Regions from separate parts of the Zea mays genome. Here regions 1 and 3 are each linked to region 2. The links are chromatin contacts, called in public Hi-C maps. All regions are on one chromosome and are shown on one strand. The core of a region is the stretch at or near the end of the contact, and the rest is flanking DNA. Distances in the headings are between cores, read along the strand shown. Region 1 holds the start of LOC100281367. Region 2 holds the start of LOC100382170 (Polyadenylate-binding protein RBP45C). Region 3 holds the start of LOC100284173 (polyketide synthesis homolog 1).

What was found. A called contact is a pair of places that touch in the nucleus more often than the background predicts.
Region 1: a contact with region 2 is called in a Hi-C map of ear, with 2.7 times the contacts expected there. The contact joins the promoter of LOC100281367 here to the promoter of LOC100382170 in region 2. A contact is called at or near these places in 2 of 25 Hi-C or Micro-C datasets (ear and tassel) and 1 of 3 datasets of contacts at active chromatin or transcription factors (leaf).
Region 3: a Hi-C map of ear shows a contact between it and region 2, with 2.9 times the contacts expected there. The contact joins the promoter of LOC100284173 here to the promoter of LOC100382170 in region 2. A contact is called at or near these places in 6 of 25 Hi-C or Micro-C datasets (ear, endosperm, leaf and 2 more) and 1 of 3 datasets of contacts at active chromatin or transcription factors (leaf).

The regions. Positions count from the first base shown.
Region 1 is chr2:9,224,501-9,228,450 of Zm-B73-REFERENCE-NAM-5.0, forward strand. It overlaps LOC100281367, which reads left to right and starts at 1,517. Exons shown (of 6, transcript NM_001154285.3): 1 at 1,517-1,690; 2 at 2,058-2,171; 3 at 2,253-2,480; 4 at 2,608-2,893; 5 at 3,009-3,159; 6 at 3,256-3,600. The coding sequence starts at 1,602. The coding sequence ends at 3,452.
Region 2 is chr2:9,020,507-9,024,464 of Zm-B73-REFERENCE-NAM-5.0, forward strand. LOC100382170 (Polyadenylate-binding protein RBP45C) reads right to left here and starts at 1,831. Exons shown (of 7, transcript NM_001174930.1): 1 at 1,440-1,831; 2 at 409-874. The coding sequence starts at 1,790.
Region 3 is chr2:9,163,513-9,167,071 of Zm-B73-REFERENCE-NAM-5.0, forward strand. It overlaps LOC100284173 (polyketide synthesis homolog 1), which reads left to right and starts at 2,038. Exons shown (of 6, transcript NM_001157069.2): 1 at 2,038-2,510. The coding sequence starts at 2,164.

The sequences.
Region 1 (3,950 bases), core at 267-2,766, 200 kb after region 2:
ACTTTGCTCTCTTATAGAGTAGTAAAGATTCGTGGACCAAACAACACCCTAGCTTGTACAAATATTCTTAGGCAGTTGCTACTGATGAGAGAAAAATAACATCACTCCACTGCATTTGCGTGATTTATTGAACAGATCACAATTACATCTATTCAAATTTATTTACCTGTACGTGTCCGATTTTTAGGGGAGGATTTTTTTACGGTATTTTTTTTTTAAAAAAATAAATTTAGGCAACAATTTTATAGAATCGAGTGCTTTATCTATTATCTTTTACAAGGCACACGCGTACAATAAGGTTTGGTCGTTCGTGACTTGGATAGTGGTTTTGGTTGCAATTCCGTAATTCTTGGCATAGGATACAGCCCAACCCAGAAAAAAATAATGTTGCGGTCAGTTCTGGCTTTGAGATTCGGAGTACCACGTGGCGTAAAGGCAGGCCGTGTCTTACAGATGAATAAAGGACCTGGGTCTCACGTGATTGGTTTCCAGTTTCGTGCATCAAGATGTGGAATTTTCAAACTGCCGTCGTGTTTGTTTCGTCACATAAAAGCTTTTTGGAAGGCTAAGGAGAGGAAGCCGGCGAGAAGGAGGGGGCGTTTTACGTGTCACTGTCCTGTCGTGTTGGCTGTTGACACGAATCATTTCTTCCGCGCGTGGGAAGAAGAAGATGCACATTAGCGGCCTGAAGTAGAGATGTCAATGGGGAATTCCCCAGCGGGGATTAACTCCCCAGACCCGTACCCATGAACATAGACCGGCCCCCATCCCCGAACCCGAACCCGACCTCGGGTACGAAAATCCTCCCATACCCATTCCCGACCGGGTACTAAATACCCATGGGTATCCATACCCGACCCGATTATTCAAAAATTAATGGGCTTTTTATTTGTTAACCGGCGGACGCAATGCTTGGGACTCTAGGTTTTTTTACTTTGTTGACCGGCTGGCGGCTGGGCTTTTTCCTACAGGCCCAAAGTTGGTCGGCAGCCACTAGGCCACACGTCACAGGCAGCCCACAAGTAAATGTCGTTGGATTGCTGGATGGTGGAATAAAAATCCTAGATGCTAGATTGTTCTGGTTCCGGGTATTTTTCTCCATGGCTAATCGGGTTTGGGTTTAGCCCTCCCAAACCCGAACCCGCCATACCCGATGGGTAAGGGATTTATTCCAAATCTATACCCATGGGGATTTGTTTTAACCCATACCTTAACCCTAATAGAGGAATTCCCCACGGGTAATCGGGTTTCGGGGCCCATTGACATCTCTAGACTGAAGGCGTCCAACTCAAATCATTAAAAAGTGTTGACGCACGCGCTGATGCGCCGGCCGCACAGCACAGGCTGCACAGCCCGTTTAATCAGCGATGGAGCCCCGGCCGTCAGCCAGCCAGGTCCGGCGTCCGGGTCTGCGCCCTGCGGCGTCACTGCTGTCGCCACCGTCTCCGATGGTCCCACATCCATCCAGCGGGCCGCGCGTGGTACAAAAGGCTCTTCCTCGCCGTCAGGTGCAGCTGCCCAAACACCAGACACAGACTCCACCACCCCGCTTCGATCTTCTGTTGCAGCTGAAATCTGTCAGATTCTGCAGTTCATTCCAAATGGCTGCTGCAGCAGAGCACGGCAACTGCGATGCTTGGGCGGCCAGAGACCCTTCTGGGGTTCTCTCACCATACAAGTTTAACCGCAGGTGAGGTGGCTCCCCCTCCTCATTTGGTGCACAACTCATCATCATCATGTTTTTTTATCGCCTTTTCAGAACACTGCTGTCTGTCTTCTCGCTATGCTAGAATTCTTTGGAATAGCTGCCAGTGTTGTTTTCCTTGCCTTTTACATGTACATCATGTTTTTTTTCCTGCCTGTGGAGTGGGTTGATTTAAATCACTAGCAAGTCAAAAATTATTTCTAATTTCTTTCGATCTCATTAAATTCACACAGAACGGGAATAACCGAACACAGCCTAAAATCGTGAAACTGATGCATAGCAGACGGTAGACCATCCGTAACCGTACATATTCATAACGTCTACTATGCCTTCTGGTATTTTTTTTTTCCAGGGCAGTGCAAAGCAGCGACGTTTCGCTGAAGATCATATACTGCGGGGTGTGTTACGGTGACGTTATGTGGATACAGAACAAGCACAACGACTCAGTTTATCCTCTGGTTCCTGGGTAAGAACATGTACACTGAACCCCTAGCTTAGTAGAGCTAGGTAGGGAGCTCGCACTTTATATATCTGTTGGTTCGCGCAGGCATGAGATAGCTGGGGTTGTGACTGAGGTTGGCGCAGACGTCAAGGCCTTCAAGGTGGGTGACCACGCAGGCGTTGGAACCTACGTGAACTCGTGCCGGCACTGCGAGAACTGCAACAGCTCTCTGGAGAACTACTGCCCAGAAACAGTTTTCACTTACAACACAACTGATGCTGATGGGACCATCACAAAGGGGGGCTACTCCACTCACATTGTCGTCCATGAAAGGTAAGCCATGCAGTGTACTGTGTACCCAGTTCGGGTTGTTGATCCCTAGCTACTTCATGTAACCAAGTTCAGTACAGCAATTTCCTGACAAGGCAGAGCTTCCTGTCGACCAATCGACGTTTTTTAGGTACTGCTTCAAGATACCCGATGGCTACCCTCTGGCGCAGGCAGCGCCTCTTCTGTGTGCTGGAATCACCGTCTATACCCCAATGGCGCGGCACAACATGAAGCAGCCTGGGAAGTCGCTGGGAGTCATTGGGCTCGGTGGCCTAGGCCACATGGCGGTCAAATTTGGCAAGGCCTTCGGCCTCAAGGTCACGGTTTTCAGCACGAGCGAATCGAAGAGGGAAGAAGCCATTAACCTCCTTGGAGCAGATAACTTTGTTATATCGTCAGACACGCAGCAGATGGAGGTACTGCACATTGCACAGTTTTCTTATGCTGAAAAATGAAGATGTGTTGCTAAGTGATGTCTGTTCTGCATGCTTGACCTGAAAACTTGCTGGTATGATCTCTTGCTTTTTGCAGGCCCTGAAAAACTCCCTGCACTTCATAGTTGACACTGCTTCTGGTGACCATCCATTCGATCCGTATCTCTCGCTCCTTAAGGTTGGCGGTGTGATGACAATAGTGTGCTTTCCAAGTGAGATCAAGATGCACCCTGCGAGCCTCAATCGTGGTAATTCTCTGTTCTGACACTTGTGCAGTAAAAGCATATGAACGTGGTAACAGAAGCAAAACCATCTAGATATAACCTAAACTCTTTTTTTATCAGGTGGGCGGACCTTGTCTGGTAGTATTGTCGGAGGTACAAAAGACATCCAGGAGATGGTTAACTTTTGCGCGGAGAACAAAATCTATCCAGAGATCGAGATCATCAAGATGGATTATATCAACGAGGCTCTCGCCAGGCTTGTTAACCGAGACGTGAAATACCGCTTTGTCATCGACATCAAGAACTCTTTCGAGTAGCATGCTCATTCACATGATCCCTGTCTTCTTTGTCAATGTATGAGAGATAATGAGTCGTTTCGAATAAAGCTTAGACATGATAAATAACAAGTATGCTTGTGACTGTAAAATCGTTCTATAAATAAGGCGCTGTGTTGAACGATAGCTGACAAGTTTGTCTGCAATGCCTAAATGAGCAGACGTGCTCTTTTACATGCTGCAACAGTTTGAGTCCAAATACAAATTCAGCTGGCAACACAATAATGAACGGTGCAGGAGGGCTCAAACCGCTGGTTAATTAAACAAGCTAAACCTTTAAATGCATCAACCAACACTTACTGAATTCGGGCCTGTCGACCTCACGAACATGATCATCAGCAAGAAAAGAAACGGAGGCGAAAAATGATCGGACCTGGTTCTGGGCTCACATTTTTGGTACCGAACTACTAAGCCTAGATTGACCTCGTGTCGGTCGATATATGGGCCTTTCATTACAATTCCGGCCTGTCCTTGCAAGTC
Region 2 (3,958 bases), core at 581-3,080:
ACTTAAGGAAACCAACTTGGAATTTAGGACATAAATTATTACACTGACCTAAATGAGGCCACGCATTAAACAAGAAATGCATTGCAGCTCAGGTCAGTTCCAAGGCTCCTATATGAATAGAGCCCATTGGTATCCTGCTTCCAGATAACATGAGTTCCATGAGTCTACTATCGCTCTATTCATTAAATTATCCAAATTCACGCTGGGAATGTTGTACTAGGAATAATGACTTCTGGAAGTGAAGTGGTCGACACCTAGGCCTAATTTTGATTTGAACGCAAGTGTAATAAAACAACCCAAGAGACTAATATGAACAGAACATGTTAAAAATATCCTCATGCAAATCAATCAGCAAATGTGTAGAAGCTAACAAAAATCACAAGGACATGGTGTACTGGCCATGCTTACCTCTCTCTTGAACAACACCTCCTGTATTTTTCCTACTTGCTGCAGGACCAATACGCATAGGCCTGGAAGAACAAGGCATTCCATTCATTTCAGTCATTGCACGAGCTTGCTCTGTAGGATCACCAAATTTCACAAATCCATAACCCTTTGTGCGCATTGTCAATTTATCAGTCACAACTTTTGCACCCTTGACAGAGGGATAATGAACCCTGAATGTCTCTTGTAACAAGTAATCTGTAACATCTGCAGCCAAATCCCCAACAAAAATAGTATATTCAGGAGTATCATCGCGCTTTTCACCAGCACTGGCCCAATTCAGCCGAAATGTCAAGTCAACATTTGGCATCATTTGTCCATTGTATGTCTGAAGAACTCGTTCTGCAGCTGCACGGCTTGTAAACTCAACAAAACCATAACCCTGAAGCTGCCCTGAATTCTTGTCACGGATGAGCTTCACATTTTGAACCTTCAAATAAATTTATTATATATGAAGTCAAGGATCAGACAATCGTGAATGCATGGACAGCATACAGCTATAAACGCCAACCAGGAAACTCGTTATATAAATGCAAATCAAGAAACCCAAACTGAAGCATGTAAATAGTCTTGCGCAAAAAAAATAGATAGCTACTAAACATTATTACCCTTGTACAAAAGATAATAGGCAGAAAAAACACAAAGCTACAATTTTAAGTTATTTAACAACATATACATTATACAACTCTCACTAGATCGTGCTAACAAATTCATGAAACCATATTTAAAATTACCGGTTCAAGAATCAGAAATATAGCCCATAGCTTGATTATTACAAGAGACATCACAATTATCACAACTATATTAGCTTGGAGCTTCAATCGTCAGCGGTCGTACGAAATTCACAGTAAAACGAGTAAAAATCATAATAAGATTTATAAAACCTAGGGCAAGACCCATTAGCAGCAGCAAAGGGCGCATCATATATTCCGCGAAGAGCAACAGTCGAAATCACGCGTACCCACAGCCAGCATCATTCAGATCAGGTCCCATACCTCCCCAGTGTTCGAAAAGCACCCGAAGACGTAGTTCTCGTCCATCCAGTATTGCAGGTCCCCGATCCAGAGCGTCCTGACCTCGTCCGCCGCAGCGGGGGCGGCTGGCGCCTGCACCGGCACCGGCGGCGCGGCGTAGTACTGCTGAGGGGTTGGTGCCTGCCCGTAGTGCGCCTGCGGCGGAGGCTGGCCCCACATCGCCGGAGGCTGCTGCGGAGGCGGTGCGCCGTACTGCTGCGCCATCGGCGGCGGGATCCCACCCCACTGCGGTGGCTGCCCGCCAGCAGCCTGCGGAGGCGGAGGCGGCGCCATGCCCGGCTGCGGCTGCTGCGGCGGGGGCTGCTGCATCATGGCGACTTGGCGAGACGACCTAACCCTAGCCGAGATGGGAGAGAGGAAGGGCCGAAGGAGCGACGGCGAGGAGACGGGGAGAAGGAAAATTCGGGGTTGACATCTGTCTGTGCGCGGAGTGGGCCGTGGGCCGTTCTGGTCCAATTCGGAATTGAGCCGGCACGATGCCTGGCGCTGATTATCGGCCGTTCTTTGACTAATTCTAAATTTATGTGCAATCAGAAGACGATGGTCGACACAAAAATTAAATTTATTAGTCGGTTGCTCGTGCGTTGCGACGGCTTACAATAATAACCATGTAAACTATCCATAAAAAAGATTTCAAGATTTTTTATTGATTGTCTCCACTTTCCGTATAATATTTTTTGATTTGGCTAACTGATGTTATTATTTACTCCATTCAATATGTCTTGGTACAACACGACAAATGAAGTGAGCAATTAGAAGAGAGTTCACAACGACTGACTGAACGAACAGAGATTATAAGGTGACATAATTCCACCATACAGAGACCAAATAAGAGAAAGTTTGTGAGCTCAAATTTCTAAAATAAGTCTCATAAACTCAAACTTATAAAAAAGATAGATCAAAATATGGAGTGATTGTTAAAGTCATGCATCAATAAAAACTGGATGTGCTCCATATAAATTATGCTACTTCGTAGCAATTACTAACGTTTAAAACCAACAAATAACCTTTCATTTTACAGTTAGTGTGACAAATCATTCTTGCTCCATCTAATTTAGCAACCTCAAACACCATGTAGTCCATTGCGCCAAAGTGGTCTTAGAAACGACCTAATGCTTGCAAGAGTCAAGAACGTCGTGTCGTGCTTGGGCTGTAGCCTCGACCCGTAGTGCTAGTCCGGCCCGACACGATTATATATTTTGTATTTTTCAAAAAAAAATATATACATATATATAATTTATATTCAATATTAAAAACATATAGGCATGATGTTCTACTGGTTAGACAGCTTTATCCAGTGTCTCTCGTCCTTCTTTCATCAGGACATGGGTTTGAACCCCACCTTCTCCACCGTTGTCGGTGTTTCGGACCCGCGAGGACCCTCAACCGACTAGTGAATTTGTCGCTGCGTGTCCCTGCCCAGATAGGTTGATACAAGATGGAACACAGGAGGGATGATGAGGCTTATATTATCTTGCACCGGGGTGCTCGTAGTAGGGGTTACAAGCGTCGCGAGAGAGAGAGGGAGAGGGTTCGGCCTTGAGGTGAGGTGTCTGAGTTAGCCTCCTCCGCGTCTCTCCCACTCTGCCTCCCCTTTAGGAAGGCCCTAGACATCCCCTTTTATAGATACAAGGAGATGGTCCAGCTGTACAATGAGGGTGTAGCTATGTGCTAACGTGGCCGGCGGAGAAGTACTTGAGCCCTGTAGAAGCGCAGCTGACGTTGCGGCCCGGGGTCCTGCTAACGTTTCTTTGCTTTCGTAGAGAGTTGAGAACAACCGACGTCATGGACGCACGCAGGGAACCATCATTACCTGTTACCGGAGTAATCTAGATGGGACACCGGTCTTGTTCCTTCGTAGCCTGAGGCAGCTAGCTAGGGGTAGGGTAATGATGTATCCCTAGTGGCGTAGTCGGTCCGAGGCCGAGGTCGGGCGAGGCAGAGACTTCTCCTGAGGCCGAGGCTGAGGTCGGGCGAGGATGTGACTCCTCACAAGGCTGAGGCTGAGGCCGAGGCCCGAGGTCGGGCAAGGCGAAGCTCCCTGTTGCGCCCGAGGCTGAACTCGGGGGAGGTCGTGACTTACTGTCGTTAGTTTTACCCTGGTGGTTGGCACAGTAGTCGGAACGGGGTGAATAGTGTTGTTTTCCTGTCAGAACGATCAGTAAAGGGGTGAAGTGACTGTGGTCACTTCGACCTTGCCAACTGAGGCGCGCGTGTCAGGATAAGGTGTCAGGCGATCCCCGCATTAAATGCGCATGCGATACGGTCGGTTGGTAAGGCGATTTGGCCGAGGTCGCTGCACGACAAAGTTTGCCCAAGCTTGGCTTCGGGCGAGCCGAGGGTGCGCCCACTGCCTGAGGAGGTTCTCGGACGAGACGTGAATCCGTCCGGGACTACTGTTCTCGCCCGAGGCCGGGCTCGGGCGAGACGAGATCGCGTCCCTTGGTAGACGAGGCCTTGACTTGAACCGTGCTTATCAG
Region 3 (3,559 bases), core at 788-3,287, 140 kb after region 2:
GATACGGATAAAAACGAAATACATTACCGGACGAAACATGATTTTCCCGTCCGTTTTCATCCTAACAGCAGATGCTGCATCCACACATTCTTGCCCCCCTCGCTGTCATCTCGTATGATAGAGAGTCCGTGTAGACGAAATGGCGACGTGCCTCGAAGATGGAAAGCTCCATGTCGTCATTCCTGACGCGCGACGCGTCCTTCTCCCTCATCGGGCCGAAGAGCTCCGCCCTGAACACCGCTAACCTCGCGGCGAGCTCGCATCGGTGGGCCGGGAACAACTGTCTACCCACGACGAAGGTCACGTCTGCGCCGTCCCTGTCCCGTGGCATGCTCACCAGGTTCCGGAGCACGGTCGGCTCCCGAACGACGATGGCGCTCACGTCGTGGACGCGGAGACGACGATCAGGACACACCTACCCGTGAAGCGGTCATTGCCGTTGCGCAACAACGTCCTGAATTGGTTGGATTTAGGTATAAAGGTTTGCTCCGTGCTTTCCTTTTTCCACACCTTGCTATCCTTGCTGAAGGCGGTGAAGCTGAACCCGACCCTCACGCGATCCTACCCCTGCCCTCCTCTACGAGGATTCAAGAAGGCCGACACTTTTATCTGCATGCGCCGTCGTGATCCCTTCTGGGTAGAGAAAGATGCTCCAGTCGTAGTCGCCAACGCTAAAGTTCCTCGAGTGGACGCGCTCGCCGGCGCCCATGCCTTCGAGCAGTGATAACCTCGAAATTGTGCGCCGCGGTGATGCCTTGTGCCAGGCAACTCGATGACGTCTTCACTAATGATGGGGAAGAGGCGTTTGCCATGACGGAAGATTCAGGGTCCATCCGACCCGAGGCAATGGAACGGAGGGGAGCTTCAACAGATCCAACACGCCAGCGCATCTGGCCGACCGCCTTATGTAGATTTGTTAGGCTGTCCGCACTCAGCGCCTGTATGCTCTACGCTATCATGGAGTAGCGTTGAAATCAGGTGCAGCGGCGGACTGGATACCTCACGCTATTGTCCAGTAGAGCAGCTGAAACACTGAACCAAGCGTTGTACGATCTCAACCCTATCTGCTGTCGCACGTCCTTACATGCTCAAATAAAAGAACAACACACGGTAGTTGAAGACGGTTGATAAAAATAAATAATAGAATATGTGGTAGTTGGTATAGGGTAGAGATTTAAGGTGAATATGAGTGCGGAAGATTGTAGGATAGAGTAGAGAATCTCGCTGACCAGGATGAAATATTCTTTTTAGGGTAAAAATTTAGAGTTGCATGAGTGCGGATAGCCTTAACGCGTGGTTAACTAGGGGGTTCGATGGAGACATGAATCCCAACTATGATTCTATATATGAGATTATGGGTTTTGTTTCGGTTATAGATTTATACAATATAGATTATATATGAGAATACATAATCGGAATTATATAATCTAAATTAAATAATAAAGGGGCATGTTTGATTAGGATTATAATCTAATTAGATTATATAATCTGACAAGATTACACGTCAGTGATTAAGGAAGATTAAAATAGTAATATTATGTTTTCTTAATCATAAAATTATTTTAAATATTTTTTAAAATCTGAATAAATCACTGTTGCATTCGTACCCGTTCAACTTGAAATTTGTTCGGTATCATTTACTCGTTCGTTCGGATTTTAGGCTGGTGCCAATGCAGGCTATAGTGAGGGCGATAGCGCCCAGCAGGAGGCGAGAGCGGGGCTGGAGGCGGGCGAGAGCGACCCGGCGGGCGCTACTGCTACCGCCCGGCGATAGGCAGGCGAGAGCGGGGCGACGCGTTGGCGATGGCGTCTTCGCGGGCGAGAGCGAGGGGCGACAGTGAGTGGCGGCTTCTGATTGGTCCACGTGTGCTATAGCCTGAGGCTGTAGCCTGCTGCAGCCTGTGCACTGGAGCAGCAGGGACGAGAGTGGAGGCGAGAGCTGACGTGGCAGGGGCGAGAGAGAGGCTGTGCACTGGACTCAGCCTTACTGTGAATTGAAACCACATAACCTGCATGTGGGTTGCGGTTCAGTAGGTTGGATAACGAGCCAGCCCAAAGCAAGCCCGAGAAGTCCCAAAAGTCAAGAGCCAGCCCAAAGTTAGCGTCGTCGTGTAGTCGTCTTTCTCAAGAGTCAAGAGCATCATTTCACCTAGTACCCAGTAAATGGAGGCGCTCGTGGTGCGGCAGCTGGGCGATCCCACCCTGCCCCCTGGCGGTGAAGCCTCCCCGTTCGCCGCGGTCTCTGGGGATCACCCAGTGCCGGAGATCTCATCGCCGACGGCTGTCCGAGTGCGAGTCGCGGCGACCAGCCTCAACTTCGCCACGTTCCTCCAGGTGCAGGGCAAGTACCAGGAGCGGCCCCCGCTTCCGTTCGTGCCTGGATCCGACTACTCTGGCGTGGTCGACGCAGTCGGTCCCGGCGTGCGTGGGCTCCGGCCCGGCGACCGCGTCTGCTCCTTTACCGGCCTCGGTTCCTTCGCTGACTTCATCGTCGCCGAGGAGAAGCAGCTGTGAGTTCTTAATTGTGATATAATTCCTTTTGGTTTCTTTTTCTGCTTGATTGAGGCCACGTTAGGTGTAGGTGAGGGTCTTAGGAGCAGAAATATTTGCTGTTTTTTGAAACCTGTAAGGGCTTGGTTTAGCTTTTTTTACAAGCTTTTTTGAGGATCTGACTATAGAGCTGGCTGTGGAAAGAATGTGGGTATCGTGTGGATTACATGCTGTCTGGTATGATAATTAGGGTTACCCAGATTATCCCCTAAAATGCTCTTAAAACTCAAGGACATCATCAAGGTACGTCCCTGAGGTCAAAAGGATCGAACTCTGCCTCACCCGAGGTCCTCCTCACGAGTATTCCAAAAACTCCGCCTTGCTCGAGCCCGATCTCGGACAGGGCGTGAGCTTGGGAGAATCTCCGCCTCGGCCGAGGAGAAGCAGCTGTGAGTTCTTAATTGTGATATAATTCCTTTTGGTTTTCTTTTTCTGCTTGATTGAGGCCACGTTAGGTGTAGGTGGGGGTCTTAGGAGCAGAAATATTTGCTGTTTTTTGAAACCGGTAAGGGCCTGTTTGGTTTAGCCTTTTTTACAAGCTTTTTTGAGTATCTGACTATGGAGCTGGCTGTTGAAAGAATCTAAGTATCTTGTGGATTACATGTTGTCGGGTATGATAATTAGTGGTACCCAGATTATTCCCAAAAACGCATTTAAAACTCAAGGGCATCATCAAGGTACGTCCCCGAGGTCAAAAGGATCGAACCCCGCCTCGCCCGAGGTCCTCCTCAGGGGTTTTCCAAAAACTCTGCCTCGCTCGAGCCCGATCTTGTACATGGCGTGAGCTCGGGAGAATCTCCTCCTCGCCCGAGGCCCCCTCATCCCAGGGCAGCCATGTTCGCCTCGCCCGAGCCTGTCTTGGACGATAAGGACAATGCATGTGACGTACGCAGTCGGTCCCAGCGTGCGTGGGCTCCAGCCCGGCGACCGCGTCTGCTCCTTTACCGGCCTCGGTTCCTTCGCTGACTTCATTGTCGCCGAGGAGAAGCAGCTGTGAGTTCTTAATTGT